Regions from separate parts of the Mus musculus genome. Here all the other regions are linked to region 5. A link is a contact called in public HiChIP or PLAC-seq and promoter capture Hi-C data. All regions are on one chromosome and are shown on one strand. Each heading gives the region's core, a stretch centred on a gene start, on an enhancer-like site or on the middle of the called end of the contact. The rest is flanking DNA. Distances are from core to core; before and after follow the strand shown. Region 1 overlaps Mvb12b (multivesicular body subunit 12B). Region 2 overlaps Mvb12b (multivesicular body subunit 12B). Region 3 holds the start of Ggta1 (glycoprotein galactosyltransferase alpha 1, 3). Region 4 holds the start of Nron (non-protein coding RNA, repressor of NFAT). Region 5 holds the start of Hspa5 (heat shock protein 5). Region 6 overlaps Mvb12b (multivesicular body subunit 12B).

Evidence for each region. Promoter capture Hi-C pulls out the DNA fragments that hold promoters and counts their contacts. HiChIP or PLAC-seq counts read pairs in DNA pulled down with a chosen protein or histone mark.
Region 1: a contact with region 5 is called in a promoter capture Hi-C map of the 3T3-L1 cell line, with 4 times the contacts expected there. The contact joins the enhancer-like site here to the promoter of Hspa5 in region 5. A contact is called at or near these places in 4 of 39 promoter capture datasets (the 3T3-L1 cell line, 3T3-L1-derived adipocytes and cranial neural crest) and 1 of 115 datasets of contacts at active chromatin or transcription factors (astrocytes).
Region 2: a contact with region 5 is called in an H3K4me3 HiChIP or PLAC-seq map of embryonic forebrain, with 4 times the contacts expected there. The contact joins the enhancer-like site here to the promoter of Hspa5 in region 5. A contact is called at or near these places in 2 of 39 promoter capture datasets (cranial neural crest and hippocampal neurons) and 3 of 115 datasets of contacts at active chromatin or transcription factors (astrocytes, differentiating embryonic stem cells and embryonic forebrain).
Region 3: a promoter capture Hi-C map of pre-B cells shows a contact between it and region 5. The contact joins the promoter of Ggta1 here to the promoter of Hspa5 in region 5. A contact is called at or near these places in 1 of 39 promoter capture datasets (pre-B cells) and 3 of 115 datasets of contacts at active chromatin or transcription factors (bone marrow-derived macrophages, memory CD8 T cells and pancreatic cancer cells).
Region 4: an H3K4me3 HiChIP or PLAC-seq map of pro-B cells shows a contact between it and region 5, with 4 times the contacts expected there. The contact joins the promoter of Nron here to the promoter of Hspa5 in region 5. A contact is called at or near these places in 2 of 39 promoter capture datasets (cranial neural crest and hippocampal neurons) and 7 of 115 datasets of contacts at active chromatin or transcription factors (astrocytes, differentiating embryonic stem cells, embryonic forebrain and 4 more).
Region 6: an H3K27ac HiChIP or PLAC-seq map of the NIH/3T3 cell line shows a contact between it and region 5, with 5 times the contacts expected there. The contact joins the enhancer-like site here to the promoter of Hspa5 in region 5. A contact is called at or near these places in 7 of 39 promoter capture datasets (the 3T3-L1 cell line, 3T3-L1-derived adipocytes, the C10 cell line and 3 more) and 2 of 115 datasets of contacts at active chromatin or transcription factors (the NIH/3T3 cell line and astrocytes).

Annotation. Positions count from the first base shown.
Region 1 is chr2:33,831,740-33,834,509 of GRCm38.p6, forward strand. All of the region lies in intron 4 of Mvb12b (multivesicular body subunit 12B), which reads right to left. Among named protein-coding and RNA genes, the nearest start is that of Nron, 27 kb to the left of the region's middle. Within about 2 kb of position 1,517, at least 4 of the 459 cell types and tissues checked have an H3K27ac peak or open chromatin away from gene starts, as enhancers often do.
Region 2 is chr2:33,784,317-33,787,400 of GRCm38.p6, forward strand. The region is part of intron 7 of Mvb12b (multivesicular body subunit 12B); the gene reads right to left. Among named protein-coding and RNA genes, the nearest start is that of Gm33856, 3.7 kb to the right of the region's middle. Within about 2 kb of position 1,500, at least 41 of the 459 cell types and tissues checked have an H3K27ac peak or open chromatin away from gene starts, as enhancers often do. A contact at or near this core is called in embryonic forebrain, where this site is marked.
Region 3 is chr2:35,459,954-35,462,916 of GRCm38.p6, forward strand. Ggta1 (glycoprotein galactosyltransferase alpha 1, 3) reads right to left here and starts at 1,496. Exons shown (of 8, transcript NM_001145821.2): 1 at 1,242-1,496.
Region 4 is chr2:33,804,498-33,807,353 of GRCm38.p6, forward strand. Nron (non-protein coding RNA, repressor of NFAT) reads left to right here and starts at 1,319. Exons shown (of 3, transcript NR_045729.1): 1 at 1,319-1,467. All of the region lies in intron 6 of Mvb12b (multivesicular body subunit 12B), which reads right to left.
Region 5 is chr2:34,770,839-34,773,540 of GRCm38.p6, forward strand. It overlaps Hspa5 (heat shock protein 5), which reads left to right and starts at 1,252. Exons shown (of 9, transcript NM_001163434.1): 1 at 1,252-1,308; 2 at 1,391-1,608; 3 at 1,721-1,952; 4 at 2,332-2,469. The coding sequence starts at 1,484.
Region 6 is chr2:33,868,466-33,871,388 of GRCm38.p6, forward strand. The region is part of intron 2 of Mvb12b (multivesicular body subunit 12B); the gene reads right to left. Among named protein-coding and RNA genes, the nearest start is that of Mvb12b, 18 kb to the right of the region's middle. Within about 2 kb of position 1,361, at least 122 of the 459 cell types and tissues checked have an H3K27ac peak or open chromatin away from gene starts, as enhancers often do.

The sequences.
Region 1 (2,770 bases), core at 267-2,766, 940 kb before region 5:
TGTGCATGCATTTTCATTTGTATGCATTTGTGTCTGTGGGTACGTATGTGCATGTGTGTGTGCATGCATGTGTATATATGTGTGTATGAGTGTGTTCTTGCTTTTGGCTAAGATATAGTTACTGTGCCTTATATTTCTCATATTAAAATAGGCCTAACACCCATCTCTACTGAGCTCTCCTAAAGGTAAAGTGCCCTCATGAGGCTACAGCACTTAACGAGGGGCCTTACATGAAACATAGCAGATATCAGTGCCCTAGTATTCGTTGCTAGGATAAAACACCCTGGCCAAAGACAACGTGAGGAAGAATGGGTTTATTTGGCTTACAATTCCAGGTTAAAGCCTACTACTGAGGGGAAACCAAGGCAGAAATTCAAGCAGGTAGCCATGTCCCATCCACTGTCAAGAGCAGAGAGAAACAAATGTATCCTTGCTTCCTCCCTGGGTGCCTCAGGCAGCCCAGGACTTCCTGCCCAGGGAAGGTGCCATCCACAGTGGACTTAGTCAGTTAACAATCACTACAATCCCCTGCCACCCAATCATACCCAGAGGCCAGGTAATCCTCCAGTTGAGACTCCCCCTAAGGCGATTCTGGGTGATGTCAAAGTGACAGTTAAAGCCAACCAGCACCATGACATTTTGCTAGGACATGGCCCAACGAGCAAGTGAATCAGCCAGTGAGGGGCCGCTGCTTTGCTGAAATAAGTTGCCATTGGGGGTGGCTGAGGAGACATGGAAGCTGCTCTGTGTGAAAACAGCAAGCGAATGCTGGTCCAGAAACGTTCACAGCATGACAATGTGAAAAAGAATCACATACCTATAAATACTGACGAAGAACAGGGTACAGAATTCCATAAAGGAACCTCGCAGATGAGGATCTCTGTTTTCTTACTCCCCGTTTCGCTGCTGTGGCATGGGCTCATGAGTAATTGTAGTGACAGTTTTGGAGTTCTGGTTTCTTAGAAAAACCAGAAACATAAGAATGTGTTTTAGTTTTAATCCCAGGAGTAGAGATCTGATTTATGATTTGCCTTGTGCTGTAGGAGAGATGTGGTTTTGCCAGCTGAAGATAGTTTCTATGATTGCGTGACATTTGAAATTCTGGGAACTTTTCAGAGGGTATATAAATACTAGGGCCCCTAGAAGCAGGGTTGGTGGCTGTTGGTCCTTCAAGGAGATTAGCTGTGGTTTGTTAGTAGCCATGGTCAAAGAGGAAACAAAAGGAAAGAAATTAGATGTAAGGATCTCTCTCTCTTTCTCTCTCTCCCTGTCTCTCTCTCCCTGTCTCTCTTTGTGTGTGTCCTTCTGTGTCTCTGTCTCTCTCTTCTCTCCTTCTTTCTCTCTGATCTAGTGACAGGGTGAAATGGGGAGACTGGGATAAAGGTCAGGAAAAGAACCCACAAAGTAGCAAAGACTGGCTACAAGTAATTACAAATAAGGCAAGTTCATGTGCACCCGTAAAGAAGCTCAGATACACAAGGCTTCCTGACACTGCCTTACCAGCCCTGCACTCCAGGAACAGAGTCCCCAGCACTCCAGGACCAGAGTCCCCTGCACTCCAGGACCAGAGTCCCCAGCACTCCAGGACCAGAGTCTCCTGCACTCCAGGACCAGAGTCCCCTGCACTCCAGGACCAGAGTCCCCTGCACTCCAGGACCAGAGTCCCCAGCACTCCAGGACCAGAGTCCCCTGCACTCCAGGACCAGAGTCCCCTGCACTCCAGGACCAGAGTCCCCTGCACTCCAGGACCAGAGTCCCCTGCACTCCAGGACCAGAGATCCCAGTACTCTAGGACCTCAGCCCCAGCACTCCAGGACCAGAGTCCCCTGCACTCCAGGACCAGAGTCCCCAGCACTCCAGGACCAGAGTCCCCAGCACTCCAGGACCAGAGTCCCCAGCACTCCAGGACCAGAGATCCCAGTACTCTAGGACCTCAGCCCCAGCACTCCAGGACCAGAGTCCCCTGCACTCCAGGACCAGAGATCCCAGTACTCTAGGACCTCAGCCCCAGCACTCCAGGACCTCAGCCCCAGCACTCCAGGACCAGAGCCCATAACACCCGCAGGATCCTGAAGCAGCTTCTCCATTTCCCACAGTTCCCTGCAGCTTAGCACAGTGCGATGTTGCTCAGTGGTTGAAACATCCGGTCTAATTTAAATCGTGGGTTTTTTGTTTGTTTTAATTGTTGCTTTTTAACTAGCCAGCGGCTCATGTACCCCAGGCTCAGAACCTGTATGTAGTGAAGGATGCCCTTCAATCCTGATTTTCCTGCTCCCATCTCTCAAGTGTTGTGATTACAGGTATGAGCCACCACATCTGGCTCCAATTTAGGTCTTACATGCTCTAACTTGAAGTCTTTCTGGGGCCTGCCTCTTGTTCACTCTGTGAGCCCCAGACCAGGCACAGAGCTGTTCCTTGCAGCCCCAGGGCATCTTTTGATCTCTGCCCTCCCTCCCTTTTGCTTCAGGGTCTTGTGTTAAGCTTGGCACTCCCCAGCACTCCAGGACCAGAGTTCCCAGTACTCTAGGATTCTATGAATTGGTTGCTGAGGGCAAACCAACTGTCCCTAGACTCCCTGCTCTGTCCTTGAGTGAGGAGGCATCAATCAAAGACTCTGCTCACTTGCAGGCCAAGGACCCACACACTCTTCAGACACACAGAGATCCAAGGTGGCTGTCATAAGTGGCAGGATTCCTTCACCATCTACAGACTTCCAGAGAGAAACACATAGAATATTTGCAAGCCCACTGGATGGAGGTGGCCGCTCCCA
Region 2 (3,084 bases), core at 250-2,749, 990 kb before region 5:
CAGGATGGAGCCTCTTCCCCACAGAACCTGGTTGTGCTGGGGGAGGGGGTGTCATCCTGCCTCCCGAGAGGATGCAGGAACCACTGGATGTAAAAACTGCCACAGCTAGGGGCTGCTCTCTCAGCTTGGGTCCCAGAATAAGATGGTACATGAAGCAGGGTCCCAGCCAACTTACAGCCACCAAGGTGTCACTGAGTGAGACATGGAGTGGAGTATGGCAAGCCACATGAGCTGGGGGACTGTTTGTTACTGCAGCGCACCACAGCAAAGACTGACAGGTACACCCATTTTAATCTTCTGAATAATGGCACCCATTGTGTGCTACATGGATGAAATAAAAGATTTAAAAGTCTACAGTAGCTACTTTCAAATCACATTCCCATAGCACACACCTTTGAAAAACACTGCAACAATCTGACACACACACACACACACACACACACACACACACAGAAGCATGTGTGTTGGCTATTTTTTTAAGTGTTTGTATCAGCTGTAAGAAAGATACCAGACTCAGAATTGCTAAATGTGTAGGCAAAGCACTTCTAAGAATCAAGAGGAGACATTGAAAAATCAAAGTCAAGAGTCCAGTTCACTGAACAGGTGGCTTCATTATGAAATCACCCAACCATTAATTCCTGTTACAGCAAAATCCAGTGGACTGCCTAAATATAAAAGGTGCTTATTGACTCCACCTCTAAGTTAGCACAATGGGTCCCATTCAGGGATCTAGAACTTTCCGTATGGATGCATCAAGCTCTAATCATTAATGGTCCACTTATTTGGCTCAGGTAAATGGCATTTGCATATGCAAATTATGTCTAAATATTCTGTACTATTAATGTTATCACTAATTACATAATAATAGTTACCAATTTCCACACAGATCAAACTTACAGTTTTGTAGCTATTAGGGAAATTGTGCTTTGTAATTAAGATAATCCTCATTTCCAGATGCTAATTAACTATATAATAATTAGTCTCATTCAGTAATGCAAATGAAGGATTTTCATCTTTATTGATAAAGGAGTTACTTCTTATCGGTTAAGGAGCGGTCTCCCAAGAAATCTTGCAGAGAAATGCTTTTCCCTCTAAAGGTTAAAGGTGAACCCTTTTTTTATCAGCCTCATTTGTGAATGCAAATTAATCACATCGAAGATAAATGCGCCGGTCTTCTACTATCAGGACAGAACGTATAGCTTACTGGGTTTCCCGCTACATATATAGATAAACACAAGTGCTGCCTGGCCACGACTGTGGCTCTGTCGTCCTCCTTTTGTTCCCGTTCAGGCGACAGGAAAGACCTAGAAACAGCAGTGACTTATGTTCTGGCCACAGTGGGAACAGGGGAGTGGAGAATTTTGTGAGTAAATACACAGGCAAAAAAGAATCACGTTTGCTTGGATTATTAAGTTTTCTGTGCTGCAACAGAACACAGACTGGCACCTCCCATCGTGACTAATGAGAGCTGCCTGGGCGAGAACAGAAGGGCTGACAGCCAGCGAGGCCTCGTTGGCAGGCCCCAGCCAGGGCCTCGCCGCATTCATCATCCGCTAAACCAATCCACCAATTCCGCACCACCATTTGTCATTAATTATGCTAATCAGCACACCATTACTCTCTGATGACACTGTAGCCGTTATTAGCTAGTTATGGCTTTTCAGAAGTACAACCGATTGTGTATGCACGGGCTGTGCCTGAATTAGCCTACAGGGAAGAAATGTCCAATTACAAAAAGAAGAAATTTGCTATTATCTTTTTTTAACAAACCAATTTAGTAATTAGAAAAGTCTCTGAACTCACACATTCTTTTCCTCCCCTTTTGCTTAAAAAAATAATTGAAACAAAAACTGTACTTTTCAATAATTCTCTGAAAGACGGGGTAACACAGAGACGTTTGAAATGGGGCTTGGGAACCACTGTGCATACGCTCTGGTGCTGCCCGGCCTCGCGAGGCATCTTTAGAGGTGGAGCTGGGATCACCATGCCTGTGCTTTGGTGACACCAGCTCACAGGGTGTCCTCCCATTATACCTTTGAATTAGCAGGACTACTTTATTATGCATATTTCAGCCACATTGAACTCCTGAAAGATGGCAACACAGCCATGTGACCCTTTACAGCATGCTCACAGTGGAGTGAGGCTGTTCCTCAGGAGGCCAGGCTGTGCAGCCTCACCTGGCAGATGCTCCCACAACAAGGGTGGCGACAACTTTCTTTAACCCTCATTCTCCCTGTGACACTGGGGTCCTTGCAAATGACCTTGGAGATGAAAGGTTTGGCCAAGTTAGCCCCTGCATGTCTTGCACGTGATTTGGGGGAGCAAAGGGACTGTCCCTGTGTGTCACCGTGGACAGCAGTCACAGCAAGAACAGGGAAGACCTTTTTCCAAACACCAGGCCTTGGCAAGAGGCTTGCCAAGTGGGGTCACCAAGTGTCAGCGGGGCTAAGCTCTGGGCACTTGTCCAAAGCAGGTATCAATCCCCAGTCTCCAAACTCGGGCCGGAGTCTTTCCCACTAGTTTGAGAAGCTTCATCTGGATTAAGAGCTCATTAATATCATCAGAGTAAATGGCCTATTAAAACATCTTTAAGCAGTATCTGAACATAAATCTCCCTAAACTATATTTAATGACTGTACTTAAGATACATTATATGCAAGTCTTAATGAGACATTAGATAGCATTTTGAAGATTAAAATTAGAGAATCCATATAAAGTCTGTCCACTTAATGTAGCCGTAAGCTATCCCGATGAACACATTACTACCAAATTATACTGCATTAGAACAAATATTTTTAATCATGTCTGATTTATTCATTCCCCCTTTTGCATAACTTTCGTTTAAAAAACCCATTTGTAGTTTACGAAAAAGTGTATGTGAAAGATCCCAAGTTTTTGGAAGTACTGTGGAAGGAAGATGGAGACAGAATCTCGGTATTGTCAAATGCAACCACTCGGGTTTTGAATTATTTCCACGTGTGGCTTTCTGGGTTGAAGTCACAGATATTTTACTTTAAATTTCCTTCAGATCAGAGTGAAAACAGAAGTCAGACAATCATGCTCTGAAGGCTGGAATCAGCAAAA
Region 3 (2,963 bases), core at 246-2,745, 690 kb after region 5:
TAATTAAAAATTAGTAAATAACTTGTAAAGACCCCTGATTATTTATCAGAAAGCATATTCACTTCAAAAAATAATATTTATACCTGAACTGCACCTGTTGAAATGCTCAGCCCCACCCACTACCTCTTCCCTTCCACTCTCCCCAGCCCTTCCCCCCAGAGTCATGCCATCTGTTCCTTAGTCGTTTTCTTGCCATGGTGGGAGATGCTGAATAGAAAGTGAGCAACCAGGTTGTGGTGGCATACGCCTTTAATCCCAGCACTTGGGAGGCAGAGGCAGGGGAATTTCTGAGTTCGAGGCCAGCCTGGTCTGCAGAATGAGTTCCAGGACAGCCAGGGCTACACAGAGAAACCCTGTCTCAAAACAAAACAAAACAAAACAAAACAAAACAAAACCACACACTCCAAACAAACAAACAGGAAGCACACAAGCCTTAGAGGCTGGCTGGAGTGCATTCCAACCTCAGATTCAATCCAAACCCTGAGCACCCATAAACCAGTGACTTGGCTTCTCCCAACTTTGATTTCCTTCTCTATAAATCCAGCCAACAGTGCCAAGCTTATCCTGTTAGGCTGGGGAACCTAAGAGACCCATGTACACTAAAAGTTTCACCAAGACCCAGAAGTGCACAGGGAATAAAACCCATGGTCAGCCCCTGGCTCAGAAGTGTCAGAAACCGGGCAAATGGCTGCTCAGAGTCAGTATGGCCAGTGCAAGGCGGCCTTTCCTGCTCTGTGACTGAGAAAGCTTCCGGTAAAGTTTAGCCACAGGGGGCCATTGACAGTAATCAATTGATCTCCCGCCTTCTGATCTCAGGCATTCCACTGAAAACTGACCCTAATCACAGGGAATGGGGACAGGAGGCCTCCCCAAAACATCCTCTTGGGGCGTTCCTAACACAGAAAGTAGAAATAAAAGAATCGGTTCTATGTAGTAAGATCACAGGAGCAGGAGCCAGGGTCTCCAGGTACCCCTCCTAGGCCATTTGGGGCCTGCGCCAATACTCAAAGTCCCTGGAACCAGGTAATCCCAAGTGAAGTGTTCAGCCCTGCATTTAGTCACCAGACACCTGTTACTTGCAAAAGATAGCTTGGACCCGCACGCGGCTCCCATCAGGAAGAAGCAACTACTCCCAAAAATAACTGTAAGGAAGCACTATCAAAAGGCAGAGACTCCCGTAGTCCTGATGCCCCAATCCCTGGACAACCCGAGCCATGGCGAGCCCCCTCGCCTTTGCCTACCCAGAGCCTGAGAGCGCGAGGTCTTCAGCAGAATCGGTACTTCTCATTCCAAGAAGAGTCTACAAGGGAAGGTGTCAGCCAGCTAAGAAAAGGCAGGGCTAGGGCTCCACCCAGAATCTCCAGCCTCCTAAGACACACCTATCTACCTCCGGGCGAATGAAAGAGGCAGTCAGATCTGTTCTGGGGCCGATAGTGGCCCAGACAAGCAAAACTACAAAAATAAGAGTCCCTGGGGTCCTTCCTGAGGGAGGAGCTAGTGGCGTTGACATCCCCGCCCTCCTAGCCTCTTCCTGGCCCCCGCAGCAAGGAGGACAGCACTCTCTCCAGTCTCTGTTCTCTCTCCTCCGCGCCCCCCCCCCACAACATTATTTCCCGCTTTGCTGTTTCTTGGATGATTTTCAAGAGTTTGTGCAATCGCATATGTATGAAAATGCCATAATGAAACACAGTACTTTGCATGCAAAATAAATATAAAATAATAAAACGTTTGTGTGTGTGTTTTGTTGAGAGGTTCCCCTGCCATCTTCAAACACTTGATGGTGTCTCCTTGCAGTGGGAACGAGGTGGTTTGAAAAGTTGTGACGAGATTACCTCCCATCACCCAACACAGCAAAGTTAGTGCCTGAGACTTTGCCCAGGCTTGATTTTGGCTTGGTCCTTCCTTCACTGTTAGGAGTCTGTCTGTCTCTCAAATTCGAGTGTCTCTCACTTTGCCCCTACCTGCACCCCTTTTCCATCTTGTCCATAAGAAGAGCCAACCCGCCCTGTCCTAACTACAGTAGGAAAAGACACCTCCTGCTTTCTACACTCACTGGTTAGTACCGGTGGTCCCAGGATCTGATCTGCCCTACTCGCCCTGCCCTGCCCTGCCCTGCCCTGTGCTGCCCTGTGCTGCCCTGAATATCAGCTATTCGGATAGCGAGGGAAGGTGGCGGGAGACCCCAGTAAGCAAACAGATGCAGCGACACTGTTCAGGGTGGGACAGAGCCTAGAGTTCAGAAGTGGATACAGAGGAAATGATCGAGTGACCAGGACAAAAGCAAGGACCGAGGTAGGGCTGGGCCGGAATAGCGGCGCTCCCGCTCGCCCACACCTCCTCCCCACTGAAGCCCTCGCGTGGCTTCAGTGTCAGACGCCCGGCGGGACCCACCTGATCCGCAAAAGCAGGCCGGGTGTGTGTTGTCTGCTGCGCTGGAGACGGGACCACGCGGGCGGGCGGGCGGGCGGGCGGCGCCCTGCGCTGTAGGAGACCCGGCCGCTGCTCTGTCCGGGTGTGTCGGGTGGGGTGCGCGCCTCTGGCCCCTGCAGAGCTCGGCGGCCTAGGGCGCAGGCAAGTGGCGTGCGCCGACCCGAGGAGTGGGAGCCTAGAGAGTCCACTCCCACCCCCACCCCCAACACAACGTCCGGCGTGATGCACGTGTGATGCATCGGGTGTCCCTCACTTTACCCCAACCTGCACCTCTTTCCCATCTGTGGGAGGAGTGATGTTTCATCTCCACTCAGGCAGAAAAAAGCCTGAAACCAGCAAAAAAAAAAAAAAAAGAAAAGAAAAAGAAAAAGAAAAGAAATCGCTCACGGCCGCCTGTGTCTTCTGACCTGCCCATGGTGATAGGGGCTGCAGAGGAGGAACTACGGGTGTGTGTGTGGGGGGGGGGGGGTGTTACTGGGTGATGGGGTGGGGAACCGACACCCTATGCAATGAGGAAAGGTCTCATGGACACT
Region 4 (2,856 bases), core at 69-2,568, 970 kb before region 5:
GGACACTGCCCTCCACAGTTCACTCACTGGATATGGGATCCAGTCTCAATGCTAGCACCTGGGAGCTGGGTGGCCTCTGGAGAGACATGTCATCTGCCAGCAGATACAGGTCGTGATGCAAACAAGTGTCACGTTAGAACCAGGTGAACCCTTAAGTTGGCGCGAGGGTTGATCTTGTCAAGTTGGTGGGATTTAGAATCTCCACAGAAACAAGTCTCTGGGCATGGCAGGACGGGAGTTTTTAGACCAGGCTGAGTTGGGAAGCCCTATAGCAACGCCCCACGGCAGTGGGTCCCTGCCCAAACAATCAGGAGGAAGCAAGCTGAGCGCTCGGGCCATCTTTCTGCGCTTCCTGACTGTGGACACAATGTGACCAGCTGCCTCAGCCCCTGTCCTCATGCCTTCCCCACCAGGATAGACTATATCCTCAAAGTGTGAGCCCAAAATCAACCCTTTCTTCCTTAGCCATCCTAGAGCCTGGCTCCTGAGAGCTTGAGAGTGGAGCCAATGCAAACCCACTGGGGAATTTCCTCTGTCTTAAACTGAATCCCATGGCTGTGAGGTCTTGTCGGCTTAGCCCAGCCCACACCCCCACATTGGCCAATTCCAGCTTCAGCCTTTTGTGCCCTGTCCCTGTGGCTTTCAGAACTGCTCCAGGCCTCTGCACTTGCTCCGTCCTCTGCAGAGGCTTCTGTAGGCCAGGCTGCCTTACCTATAGCCGGCCAGGCTGCGTCACCTATAGCCGCTTTGATCACCCTAGAAGAGATAACCCACCCCAAGAATTCTTTTCTTTTTAAAGATTTATTTTATGTATATGAGTACACAGTCACTTCCTTCAGACACACCAGAAGAGGGCATTGGATACCATTACAGATGGTTGTGTGCCACCATGTTGTTGCTGGGAATTGAACTCAGGACCTCTGGAAGAGCAGTCAGTGCTCTTAACCGCTGAGCCATCTCTCCAGCCCCCAAGAACTCCTTTCTAATTCAAGGAGCCCAGCTTGCTCCCTGCACAGCCTCCCTCTGTGGGCAGAGCTTGACTTGCACCGTGTCTTCTCCTCTCACCACCCCAGTGCTGAGAACAAAGCCCTGTAAAGGTGTCTAGGACTTGCTGAATGAATACACTTGACTTTGACTTGTAATTAGGGATGATTTTGGGAATCTTCCAGCAAGCCTTCCCACCTGCCTCCTCAGGACTGGGCTGGTTAATGGTTTGGAAAATGTCGCTCCCTCTGACTCAAGGAAAACTTCAGATACACAGTACACACGCTCCTCGTGGCACGGCTTATAAAGCCACGGATATCAAACACTGGGGGACAGCTGCAGCTGCAGTACAACTGCATGCTGAAATAGGAGACTGCTAGACAGACCACACTGGCACCTGAAGCACCCGCGAGGAGGAGGACAAAAATCGAGTTTCCACATTTGAAAGTGAACCTGCCAGCCCCAAGAACGTGCCAAATCCAGGTGAGATCAAGGCAGGCACTGTGCTGCAGCAGCGATGGGAGGGACAGAACGTTCCAGGGGCTGCTCTGATCACAGCTTCTTCTGAAGCTGGGTCAAGGGCTGCACAGCTTCAACCACTACCAAGATATCCGAGGAGGTAACTGTGTCTGGTGCCTATTGTGTAACAGAAACAGGGGATCACAAGAGTGGGCTGCAAGTGACCACTTCATGGGCAGACACAGTGACTATGGAGAGATCCCCTAACACCAGGAAAGCTAGAGGGCTGTTTGCCTTCTCCTTAGGAATCTTAGGGATCATCAGTCATCAACAACCGCTACTTGGTTCAGGGAACCATTTTTCCAACATCTGGTTTATGGAAAGGCATCCGGGCAGCCTCTAAGCCCTCCAGAGCCTGTGTCCAGCTTTGCTCCTTCAGGCCCTGTCAGGTCCTGCCATACCTGGGGAGACAGGCCATACCTGCAGGGCCGGGGTGGACACTGCTTCTGGAGCCGTTACATCAGTGCAGAGGGGCTGGGAGTTCTGTAACAGATGAGCATCAGGCCGCTGCCAACAACAACTCCAGCTAAATAGATGCTAAGGGAAATTTCATTCTTGCCCCGAGTCAATATGAGGCACCTTATTCAATTAACATGGCCACTAAGCCTCACACAGCCCTGTGCAAAAGCCCTTCAGTTACACATGACATTTTATTACGTGACAGTAGTTGCCAGCACAATTTATTTCCTTTCATTCTGCCTTTTCCTTGCTCATTTAAATCTGTATTTTCTAGTGTTGATTCCAGGTCTGTGCGAATGTTTTAAATGCAGCCATCAATCTTTCAGACCCCATGGTCACATGGAAGGGAGATGGCTCTGCTGGGTGGCAGCAGACCCAGCTGTCTTGTGGGGGACAGTAGCAAGGGGGGCTGTGGCTAACCTGCAGTTGGAGAGGACTGCTGCTTTTGTGTTGTGTCCCCTGTACAGACACGTAAGGGTCTCTTCGTTCTGTTCTCCCAGGGCTGAAAGTCACCTTCTGAAGCACCAGATTCCAGTGTGTGCTTCAGAGACCAAGGGGTTCCTGAGACTTCAAGTGGGATGCCAGGTCCCAGCACTTCCACAATATTGAGCTATTTGACTTTCCTTAAATGGGATATTAAAAAGCATAAGCTAAGCCTTGTGTGGTAGCTTATACCTATAATCCTAGCATACAGAAAGCTGAGGCGGGAGGATCACTATGAGCTCCAGACCAGCCTGGGTTAAATATTTTACACACACACACACACACACACACACACACACACGACATCACAAACTACACACAGACCTGGGCAGCTGGCTCAGTAGTTAAGAATGCAGAGGACCTGAGTGTCATTCCCAGCAACTGTATCCAATGGCTTACAACCATCCATAA
Region 5 (2,702 bases), core at 2-2,501:
CAATCGACCATTCTAGCTATTTAATCGCTCTTGGTCTCAATGGTCTCTTCTGGAAAATGGGAAAAATGTACCAAGACTTGAATATGAATAAATGACACATGGAAAACACATAGGAGGATCAGTAGTTATAGACCAGCTTGGGCCTGTGTACAATGCCTCTCAAAATACATAAAACAAAACAATGAAGTACATAATAAGCTCAAGTAGTAACTTGTTTTGTTTGTCCCCCAACATACTATTATAAAAGAGTAAAGCATCAGCAAGACTTTTTTGTCTGCTAAACGTCTTTAGCATTATCAGCCCTATTCCAAGAGTCGAATAGGGTGGTGTCAAGAAGGAAGAGGGAAAGAGGAAGGACTTATAAATAATAACCAGTGTCATAAATGGAAATGCTATGCTAGAACAGGTTAGCGAACAATAAGGCGCTACGAGAGAGAGAGAGAGAGAGAGAGAGAGAGAGAGAGAGAAGAAAAGATACATCTCATGGTGGAAAGTGCTCGTTTGACCATAGTACTGAATCTCCGCGGCGGAGAAAGGGAATAGGTTACAATTGGCCAGGCCAATCCTGGGACTTAACCCCGGCAAAGGGAAGATTCGAAAGGCCTGGAAAGACACATACGGCTAGCCTTGGGGTGAAGGAGAAACACGGTTAGCTGAGAAGCACCAGGATTCTCAGCGAGGCAGAATCCAGATCAGGCCCCAGCTCGAGACGTGCAGGCCGGGCGAGTAACAGGGCCTGGACTCTGGGACATCCGAGAACGTGTGGAGGCTGGGGAGGGCGATCACAGCTGAGGCCGGGCAGCTCAGGACGCGGGGAATCGAGGAGGAGAAAGGCCGCGTACTTCTTCAGAGTGAGAGACAGAAAAGGAGACCCCGAGGGAACTGACACGCAGACCCCACTCCAGTCCCCGGGGGCCTGGCGTGAGGGGAGGACCTGAACGGTTACCGGCGGAAACGGTCTCGGGGTGAGAGGTCACCCGAAGGACAGGCAGCTGCTGAACCAATAGGACCAGCGCTCAGGGCGGATGCTGCCTCTCATTGGTGGCCGTTAAGAATGACCAGTAGCCAATGAGTCAGCCCGGGGGGCGTAGCAATGACGTGAGTTGCGGAGGAGGCCGCTTCGAATCGGCAGCAGCCAGCTTGGTGGCATGGACCAATCAGCGGCCTCCAACGAGTAGCGACTTCACCAATCGGAGGCCTCCACGACGGGGCTGTGGGGAGGGTATATAAGGCGAGTCGGCGACGGCGCGCTCGATACTGGCCGAGACAACACTGACCTGGACACTTGGGCTTCTGCGTGTGTGTGAGGTAAGCGCCGCGGCCTGCTGCTAGGCCTGCTCCGAGTCTGCTTCGTGTCTCCTCCTGACCCCGAGGCCCCTGTCGCCCTCAGACCAGAACCGTCGTCGCGTTTCGGGGCCACAGCCTGTTGCTGGACTCCTAAGACTCCTGCCTGACTGCTGAGCGACTGGTCCTCAGCGCCGGCATGATGAAGTTCACTGTGGTGGCGGCGGCGTTGCTGCTGCTGGGCGCGGTGCGGGCCGAGGAGGAGGACAAGAAGGAGGATGTGGGCACGGTGGTCGGCATCGACTTGGGGACCACCTATTCCTGGTAAGTGGTATCCGTCGAAGGAGGAGGGGGTGGGGAGGAGTGGGGCGTGGCCTCCGGGGCCAGCGTGAGAAAGTGAGGTGCTGATTCCTTTTCTGTGGGGTTTCCCCGTCAGCGTCGGTGTGTTCAAGAACGGCCGCGTGGAGATCATAGCCAACGATCAGGGCAACCGCATCACGCCGTCGTATGTGGCCTTCACTCCTGAAGGGGAGCGTCTGATTGGCGATGCGGCCAAGAACCAACTCACGTCCAACCCCGAGAACACGGTCTTCGATGCCAAGCGCCTCATCGGACGCACTTGGAATGACCCTTCGGTGCAGCAGGACATCAAGTTCTTGCCATTCAAGGTCGGACCCGTTTTTTTTTTCTCATGCTAATGGGGCGGCTGGGGTGATAGGAGTATTTAGGGGTTGCCACTTGGCCAAAAACACTGTTCAAAGGACTTAAAAGAATGTGTTCGGAATTTATGTAACGGTTTTACATCTAGTCGTTTTTAGTGTGTTATAAAACATGACACACTGTTAACAATGTCTAGAAGTTGAAACAGACTAAAACTGTCGATCTATCTACAATACAGCTGTGCTCAGTTTTAGTTGTGATTTCCCCCTAAGGGACAGAGATGAATCAAGCTATGGGAGGGAGGAAATGGATTTTTTTTTTTAAATCGTTTGTGGTGTCATTGTTTCCTCTTCGGAAAAATTACCTTTAAATTACTTTATGCCATAGGTGGTTGAAAAGAAAACTAAACCGTACATTCAAGTTGATATTGGAGGTGGGCAAACCAAGACATTTGCCCCAGAAGAAATTTCTGCCATGGTTCTCACTAAAATGAAGGAGACTGCTGAGGCGTATTTGGGAAAGAAGGTGAATAACGTGTGAAACAGTGTTGAGTGTTTGATTGCTGTTGCTCCCCCTCGATGACTTGTGTAGGGAAGCCTTCATGGTTTGAAACCTTTCAATTTTTTTTTAAAGATTTATTTATTATTATACATAATTTCACTGTAGCTGACTTCAGACACACCAGAAGAGAGTGTCAGATCTCATTATGGGTGGTTGTGAGCCACCATGTGGTTGCTGGGATTTGAACTCAGGACCTT
Region 6 (2,923 bases), core at 111-2,610, 900 kb before region 5:
GTGGCACTGCCTTCCCATGGGAGTTGTGCCTTCCCATGACAATTATTATCAATCAAGAAAATGCCCCACAGACTTTCCCACAGGCCAATCTGATGGAGGCAGTTGCTCAGTTGCGGTTCCCTCTTCCCAGACCACAGGAGCTTGTGTTAAGTTGACAAAAACTAACCAGCATACTTCAGAAATGACAAAATTATAGTGGGCAGACAAGAGGAGTGGTTCCTGGAGCTCTGGGGGAGGCAGTGGGATGAGCGTGGCCATTGGGGGCCAGCAGTAGGAATGGTACTATGGTAGGAATAGCGTAGCTTATGATACTTTGGTATCTTGGGGCTTCTCAAGCAAACCCAAGCTGCCTCTCCCCAGATTAGCTAGTCTTAGAGACAGGAAGTGACTTCCCTTCCAGCACACTTCTGAAAAACCAACCAACAAACACTATTCCATATTCTCATCTACCTTGTTCCTGTAAGCTTTCTGTTGCTGTAATAAAACACCGACCAAAAGCAATGTGTGGAGGAAAGGGTTTTTCCCACATTACACTTCTAGGAGCAGCCCATCATCCAGGGAAGCCAAGGCAGGAGCTGGAAAGGAACCTGGAGGCAGAATTTAAAGCAAAGACCGAGGACGATGCAGCTTCCTGGCTTGCTCTCCATGGCTCACTCAGAGTTTCTAATACAACTCAGGTCTGCCTGCCCCAGGATGGCATCTCCCACAGTGGACTGGGCCCTCCCACATCAATTATTAATCAAGAAAATGCCCCACAAGAGGCTCAATAAAATGTAGCTGATAGATGTGGCACAGCAGTTAAGAGCACTAGAGACTGCTCTTCTACAGGACTCCAGGTTCAATTCCTAGCCAGCACCAACATCGTGGTTTATAACCATTTGTAACTCCAGTTCCAGGGGGTCTGACACCACTTTCTGGCTTCCTAGTGTTCAGACTGGCATGCAGGCAAAATACCCAAACATATAAAGTAAACAGAGAAAGAGAGAGAGAGAGAGAGAGAGAGAGAGAGAAAGGCAGGCAGGCTGACTGGTGAAAAGGCTCAGTGGTTAAGAGCACTTACTGATGTTGCAATGATCTTACAGAGGATCCAAGATTCACTTCCCAGCGCCCACATGCAACATGCTCACAGCCACCTGTAACCCAGGATGCCCTCAGCTGACACCTGCACTCACGGGGTGTATGTAAATTCCTTCAGTCTCATCCATATACATACATATAAAAACAATAAATCAATCCTAAAGAAAAAGGAAATGCCCCTCAAACACGCCCACAGGTTAATCTGATGGAGACAACGCCTCAATTGTGGTTCCCTCTTCCTAAGTGACTCTGGCATATGCCAAGGTGACAAAAACAAACCAGCACATAATCGGGCATCAGGCTCCTGCCATCCAAGACACCAGACAGCTGACAAGCAGGCAGTACGCCTGTGGCCCAGAGCCCCAGCCGTTTCCACTAGATGGGCTGAAGTCTGCTTGCCCTGAAGTCTGCTTGTCCTACCTCTGCCTTGCCCTGCACGCAGAAGCTGTACGGAAAGCTCATGGCCACACTGCCCTGCTCTGCAGGCTCCTGTCGCCCTGACACTTCCCCACCTGGCCCTGTCCAGCAGCAGGACAGTAGGACAGCAGGACATACTGTTCCTCTTGGGAACCATCTTTCCAAGAGCAATCTCATGATCCACCCATCCACTGGCCGGAAATCATCTGATTAAACCTGGAGTCCTGGTTCAGACCATGGTGGTGTTTTCAGACACTACCACAGGGGTCAAAGCACACACTGCACCTTGTCACTTGATCTTAGATAAGGAGTAAGCGTGCTTGCATATTTCTTAAAGTGCATATAAATCCATAATCACTCAAAACAAACCCTACATTTTAAAAAAGAACAATTAACTTCTCTGCCAATTCAAATAATTGAGGCTTTATCTTTCACAAGGCTGCAAGCGTGAGCCAGCCCCTTCTGTGAGCAGCAGGAAGTATCAAGACGCTGTCCTGTCCATTGTCTAATTGAGCTTTGGTCACTGTCTGCACGGCTGGGGTCAGGAGGCCAAGGAGAAGACAGCTTCTCCTGGCAGGCGCGCAGGAAACCACTGTTTCTGACAGAACTTCCTGAAGCTGGCTTGCTGGCCTCACTGCACTCAGTACAACAAGTGCCAAGAGTCCTCCTCTCAAGGCAAGTCTGTCTCCAGACAGTTCACAGAAACTTTCCAGATTCAAGCTGCAGGAAGCCAGGGCTCAAGGCTGGTCGTAAAACCACTTTCCACATTTTCAGTAAATCTTGGTTTAATGTATTTTCTATCAAAACAAAAAAGAGCAACACCTGGTTCCTTTATCAAAACAAACTTGGCTCTGAAAAGCAAAGCGCCTGTGAGGAGGGGGTTGTGAGGTATGGGGACCTCCAAGTTCCGTTACTCTGCTCAGAAGCAGTTCCTTGCCATCAGTGCTGCCCCGAGGGGACCGGGGGCCCATAGAAGCCCACGGGGACAAGTTACTCCTTACCTTTCCCCTGCTGCAGTGTGAGACCTTAGATCCATCTGAGGTCTCCTGTCCTCTGCCTATGAGGAACAAGGGCCTACTACCACAATGTGGCCTTTCTCGAGACCTGAGTAACCGTTCTGTCACACTGGAGTGATGACTGTGTCGCATGTGTCCCACAGGCTTTGGACACGAGCTCGCTATCTTCCTCCAGAGGGCTTTAATTCTTTTTGAGCATGACGGGAATCTGCAAGCTCCCTTTACCCTGCTTTTCAGCACTGTTCAGGTAGCTTTGTGAGGGGATTATTTATTTATTTTTGTTTTCTTTCTTCTCCTGCTTTGGTGCATGACAACTGGCTACTCATTTGCAGGTTTCCAATTTTAAACCTGTGTGTCCTTTTGATCCCTCAACCCAACCCACTGCCCGGAGAGGAGCCGGTTTGTCTCAGTGT